2 separate regions of the Mus musculus genome follow, and region 1 is linked to region 2. Evidence: chromatin contacts called from public promoter capture Hi-C data. All regions are on one chromosome and are shown on one strand. Each heading gives the region's core, a stretch centred on a gene start, on an enhancer-like site or on the middle of the called end of the contact. The rest is flanking DNA. Distances are from core to core; before and after follow the strand shown. Region 1 holds the start of Tspyl5 (testis-specific protein, Y-encoded-like 5). Region 2 overlaps Cpq (carboxypeptidase Q).

The links. Promoter capture Hi-C pulls out the DNA fragments that hold promoters and counts their contacts.
Region 1: a promoter capture Hi-C map of the 3T3-L1 cell line shows a contact between it and region 2, with 4 times the contacts expected there. The contact joins the promoter of Tspyl5 here to the enhancer-like site in region 2. A contact is called at or near these places in 12 of 39 promoter capture datasets (the 3T3-L1 cell line, cranial neural crest, embryonic stem cells and 6 more).

The regions. Positions count from the first base shown.
Region 1 is chr15:33,686,310-33,689,511 of GRCm38.p6, reverse strand. It overlaps Tspyl5 (testis-specific protein, Y-encoded-like 5), which reads left to right and starts at 1,629. Exons shown (of 1, transcript NM_001085421.1): 1 at 1,629-3,202. The coding sequence starts at 1,715. The coding sequence ends at 2,935.
Region 2 is chr15:33,182,747-33,185,652 of GRCm38.p6, reverse strand. The region is part of intron 1 of Cpq (carboxypeptidase Q); the gene reads right to left. Among named protein-coding and RNA genes, the nearest start is that of Cpq, 100 kb to the right of the region's middle. Within about 2 kb of position 1,567, at least 19 of the 459 cell types and tissues checked have an H3K27ac peak or open chromatin away from gene starts, as enhancers often do.

The sequences.
Region 1 (3,202 bases), core at 380-2,879, 500 kb before region 2:
AGGAACAACAATATGAACCAACCAGTACCCCCAGAGTTTCCAGGGACTAAACCACCAACCAAAGAGTATACATGGACAGACCCATGGCTCCAGCTGCATATGTAGCCGAGGATGGCCCTGTGGCATATCAATGGGAAGAGAGACCCTTGGTCCTGTGAAAATTCAATGCCCCAGTGTAGGGAAGAATTCAATGCCAGAATAGGGAAGCAGGAGTGGGTGGGCTGGTAAGCAGGTGGGTAGGAGGGATGGGATAGGGGGAAACAAGGAAAGGGTATAACATTTTAAATGTAAATAAAGAAAATATCTAAAATAAATAAAAATAAAAGCTGGCCGAGAGCTTGTTAACATTTAGTTGCTGATCTAGTAGTTCTTGTGCACCTTGAGCAAGCTTCCATATCCTGCCCAACGGCTAGGCTTACTTCTCTGTTTTTCACTGCAAGGGTGTTGTGGTGTTTGAACCTGGAAGATCCACTCAGAAAGTTTCTCTTCACATTTGTCATGCATTCCCTCAGTACTCATGGTGCTGTAGCCCTGCTATAGGATATGAGGTTTCTTTAGGAGTGCCAGACAGGTTTTCTGGCTGATTCTCTGTAGGCTATGAAAAATTTCTAGGGCTCCCTCCCTCACTACTCCTGTAAACCCTCTGTCTCAAAAATCTCACCTGGAAATCCTTCTCTACTCCTAGAATGGTATTTTTATTCTATGTGTGTCCTATCCCAATTACAGGAGCTTGGACTCAGGCCTGTTATTTCTGGCTCTGGACTGGGATTCACAGCGTTACTCTGTGTAGACCTGAGGCAGCTGGAGGATTTGTGCCTAGGCAAGGAGTTTGGAATTTGTTAACATGCTGAACAGCTTAGGAGTCACCATAGCCATTTGCAAAGGGCCAACAGATTATGGTAGCATGGTAACATAATTAGGCCAAGCCTTTTTCTCCTTCGCTGTATAGTCTCCAGAATGTTCCTTAGTATCCCTCTCCTCTCCACCTGCTCTTCCTCCTCCTCACTAAGGACTGAATCCTCCTCCTCACTAAGGACTGAATCCAGGACTTCCCACATGCTGAGTAACTGTTTTATCACTGAGATGTAACTAACACCAGCCCTCAGTTGCCATTTTATCAGGAAACTGGGAACAAGAATACCTCCTTCAAGAACAGAGATAATGTAAAATTAGTATTCAGTAAAATGCCTTGTATGTTACTTTTTTATTCTTTCTAAGTCATTTTACATAAATATTATGGTTCTGGCTTTCACATTCCCTAGAGTTGAATCGTTGGGACAAATCTTACAGTAGAATAATTATGTAATGAGACAGACATGCCGATGACCAATTAATTATGAGAGATGTCACAGAAAATAACAGAAGAGGAAAAATACTTAGAAAATTGATGGAGACGGTAGTGGGTGCCTTTACGATGTCACTGTAGGAGCAATGGCTCTGTCTTATGAACCCCTGGGGACACGCTTGCTATCAATGATAGGAGATGAGTCAGCAACACTACCAAGGCCAAGCACAGGTGGAAACTAACTTTCTAACTGCAAAATAAGACTAAGGGCGTGTAGCATGTGAGGGTGGGCTGGTACGCAGCCGCTGAGCGGAGCCAATCACTGGGTGCAGTGGGTCCTGCCGTGGTGACGTCACGGTTGCCATGGAGAGGCCAGCTTCGTAGAGACCCTGGGCTGGTAGCGGCTTTGAAACCTTGTTCTCTGGCACCATGAGCGGACGGAGTAGGGGTCGAAAGTCTTCCCGCGCCAAAGGCCGGGGCAAAGGCCGGGCCAGAGCCCGGGTCCGGGCCGCTGCGGAAGACGCCTGGCACGACGAAAAGCCACCACAGAGCCCGCGGCTCGGGGAGGACTCCGCGGCCGCGCAGGTGCAGGCCGGCGCAGCTCAAGGAGGCGCCGAACCAGCCGAGCTGCGGGAAGAGGCGGCCTGCCGCCTCCCGCTGGACTGCGGCCTGGCGTTGCGGGCTCGGGCTGCAGACGAGCGCGGGCTGGCGGCCCCTGATCCGGACCTGGAGAGGGCCCGTTCCCTCGCCGAGCGCCTGACCAGCGACACCAGCTTCGTGGGAACCGTGGGAGCCTTGGCGAAGCTGCGACGCGGCTCCCGCATTGGAAATCGGCGAGTCCCCGGGAGGAAGGCCCCAGATACTCGGAGCGCCACGGGGAGGGGACCTCAGGCCACAGTTAGTGGGAAGCCGAAGATGGCCTCTGCGGGGTTGTGCGCCGCTGCTCCAGTGGGGGAGGAAAAAAAGATGACAGAGAAGCATGCTGGGGCAGGGTCTCCCGCGACAGTGGGCAGCATGGATACCCTAGAGACGGTCCAGCTAAAGCTAGAGACCATGAATGCACAGGCTGACAGGGCATATCTCAGGCTTTCACGCAAGTTTGGCCAGTTGCGACTTCACCACTTAGAGCGCCGGAACCTCCTCATCCAGAGCATTCCGGGCTTCTGGGGGCAAGCTTTTCAGAACCATCCCCAGCTGTCAGCTTTTCTGAATACCAAAGATAAGGAGGTATTGAGCTATTTGAACAGACTGGAGGTGGAAGAACTTGGCCTTGCCAGGTTGGGCTACAAAATCAAGTTCTACTTTGGCCGAAACCCCTATTTCCAAAACAAGGTGCTCATTAAGGAATATGGCTGTGGTCCATCCGGTCAAGTGGTGTCTCGTTCAGCTCCAATCCAGTGGCTCCCAGGCCATGATCTACAATCCCTAAGCAAGGAAAACCCAGAAAACAATGGTAGCTTCTTTGGGTGGTTTTCAAATCACAGCTCTATTGAGTCTGACAAGATTGTTGAGATAATTAATGAGGACCTGTGGCCCAATCCTCTACAGTACTACCTGATCAGTGAAGAAGCCCGTGGAGAGAAAGGAAAGGAAGAAAGGCCAGGTCCAGCAAAACTGAGCCCTGCACCTGCAGTGAGGCAGCCCAACTGATCCGACACAGATCTCCCTACCACCTCTTGCTGGACCTGTTAGGCTGACCACGTGGGTTTGGTTGTCTGCCTTCTGTTCATACCATACATGGTAGCCACTTTGGACTTATCTTCAAGAATGTGACATTTGTGATAATATTCTCTGCTTCCCCATGACCTCACCTTGTCACAATAGTGTTGCATGTGTGACATTCTCACTGTTTGTGTATCAATCACTTCTGATATATGACTTTCTCTACACTATCCAGTCCCTGTTCTTGGCTCTGGC
Region 2 (2,906 bases), core at 318-2,817:
TGGAATAATAGAATCCTGGGTTCTGTTTCTTTCATCTCTGCTTAGATTCTTCTGTAGCCTCTAAGATGACTATGAATGATTTTACAGATTGTATAATCTCAAAGGAAATAAACTCTGGAGAAAACTAATTTTAGTAGTCTGGTGTCAAGATCTTCTCAAACCAATAGAGAGTCTTTTACTGAGATAGTAATGTCACGTGATGTAATAGGTACTCTCTTACACTGCTTCCCTTCAGTCACAGGAGGTAGGCATGTTATCGAGTCATGTGTGAAGAAATTTAGACTTCCACAACTGGTATCTGGGCTTAAGCCCATATTCCTTACTGTTCCAGTTTTAGGGACACATCATAGACAGTGGCCAGAAATTATGCTTATGTTAGTTTAAGAAAATATCTGTGCCATTCTTAAAAGATGAAAGTTTTGGTGCTCCAAGAAAATAAATCCAAGTTTCTGGTGCTTATAAAGCCACCACAGCATGTGATAAAGATGGTGACAGTATTAATGGTTTGGAGGAGCTCCACCCTCAGGTACACACCCCTTCCTGCCATCAAGCAAGTAGCACACAAGGATATATGGCAAGTGAATTTCAGTTGGCTAAATGTCTAAGCAACATTCAGAAGAGGGGCAGAGTGGCAAACAGGGTGAAAATGTATGAAAGACACCCAACTAAAACAAAACTCTGCTTAGATACAAGCCCTACTGCTCTTAGTGAATGTAATGGTTTACTATACAAACTGTATTGTCCTAAAGTCCTAAGAACTTCATTTACATTGTCTGAATTCTTATAACCTTGTGAGTCAAGAATCACTAACATGATATGAGAGATTAAAAAGAACCTGGAAGAGAATAAAAATATTGTCAAAACACACAGAAAATAAGGAAATGAACACCAGTTTACACCTAGATTTGCAACTACAGAGTCCATTCTTTGAAGTAAACACATTGATAGCCTACCTCTCTCAGGCAGAGGAAGTGCAAAGAAAATAAGAAAACTCAGTCTGCCCTTTGTAACCTTCCCAATCTGTTCGCTAGTGCCAAAGCAGGTCCTTTACCACCACCCTAGAAATCTTGTTGTGAGGCTCCCTCCTGGAGAAAACATCACTGAAAGAGGGTACCTGTGGGTCTTCATCACAGGTGTAGAGAGCCTTGGCTGTGAAGACAGGGAAATCACATATGCAAGGCAGCTTCCCTGTCTGGCAAAGTCTGTCACTGAATACAGTTTCAAGATTCTGGCAAGCTTCTGTGTATCTGGAGCTGATATGTGGCTTAATTCTCATAAGCCAAAAACCCAGCCAGCACAGACTTTGAAGCAACAAACCACCTTGGATCAGAATACCTTAGAAGGAAAATGCTTGTCAGCCACACTTAGGCAACTTGGCATCTGCTTGTTGGAGGTTTGGATGAGTTTTTAACCTGGAAATCATTAGCAGTTGCTTATGCCCTATGAAACATCAGGCAAGTGCCTAGCCACACAACAGTTTCATCAACAGACATTCTAACTGAGACTTTTATAGTTTCAGTTTTTCCAGTTGGTAGACTTTGCCTTTCTCTGACATAATTACAAGTTCCATATTTTTGCCCTAAGGCAAAAATGTAAATCATTTCCTGGTATACCACAACTTCCCAGTATGAACTATAAAAGGCAAAGCTTCATAGCATTTCAAATTGAAAACATCAGTTTCCTAAATGTGTGCATCATTATGTTGTTTACCAATGAAAATTTGCTGGTTCAAGTCCAGTTCCTATGTATTTCAGGCAAATGCTTGCTGGCATGGAGCAGAAGCTGGGCAGTATAGCCTGCAACTTGCCAAGTTTTTCTTCTCTTTAGGTCCCCTATGAGTTCCTTCAGAACTTTTTATGGGACTCCAGATACTGTTTCTAATACCTCATAAGCAACAGGAGCTATACTGGTCTTTGTTAGTTGAGTCCTTCTTGGGGCTCTAGGAAAACCAAGCCTCTTCTCATTAGTGTTACAAAATTGCCACTGAACCCTCTCCAGATCAATTGGGGAAACAGGATGTAATAAAGTCAGACAAACCTCTGCTAAAATCTTCACCCCTTCACTGACAGTCCTATACAAACTCCTTCACTACTCTGAACCTGTATTTTCTTCTCCATCAAGTGAGAATCTTTTTACAGACCTGCAGTTCTAGTGACATGGGATTTTAATATTCATTAGCATAGAGTAGATGGGCACTAAATGTTATCTCTATTGACTTTCTCTGTCCTTATCCTTGTGAAACCTAGTTCTATGTCTGACAGTAGGCGTCTTCAGATTTATAGGGTTATAGAAAGGAGAACAATGCTTAAAATCACAGCTCAGGAAATCAAAAGAAATGAAGCCATCTTAAAAACCATGGTGTTGGGCTGCAGAGATAATTTTTTTTTTTTTTTGTGACAAGCACTTGCTGACCTTGCAGAAGACATTGTTTCAGTTCTCAGCACTCACATCATGTGGCTCAGAGCTGCTTATAACTCCAATTCCAGGGGATCTAATGCCCTCTTCTGGCCTCCATGGCCTATAGTATATATATACAGACACTCAGGTGCATATACAAATAAAATATCAGTTTTTAATGATGTGTTGAACATATTCATTGGCCCAATTCAATACACACTGAAGGGATTCATGCAATTAGGACCTGGGGATTTAAATCCAGGGAAAGTTGGTTGCAAATGCAGCTACACCATGATTTGCTGTGTTCCTGACAAAGTTATCCAAACTCTTTAAGGCATAGTTTCCTTGTGTTAAGTTAGGAGGTGATAGTCATGCCTCTTTTGCAGGGTTATTAAGAGTATTATGTAAGATATACCTGGATGGCCAATACAATGGCTAGCACCATGTAAATAATCAGAGATCAAATGACTGTAACACTGATAGGAAGCATGTGCTGGCCAAAGTAGCTA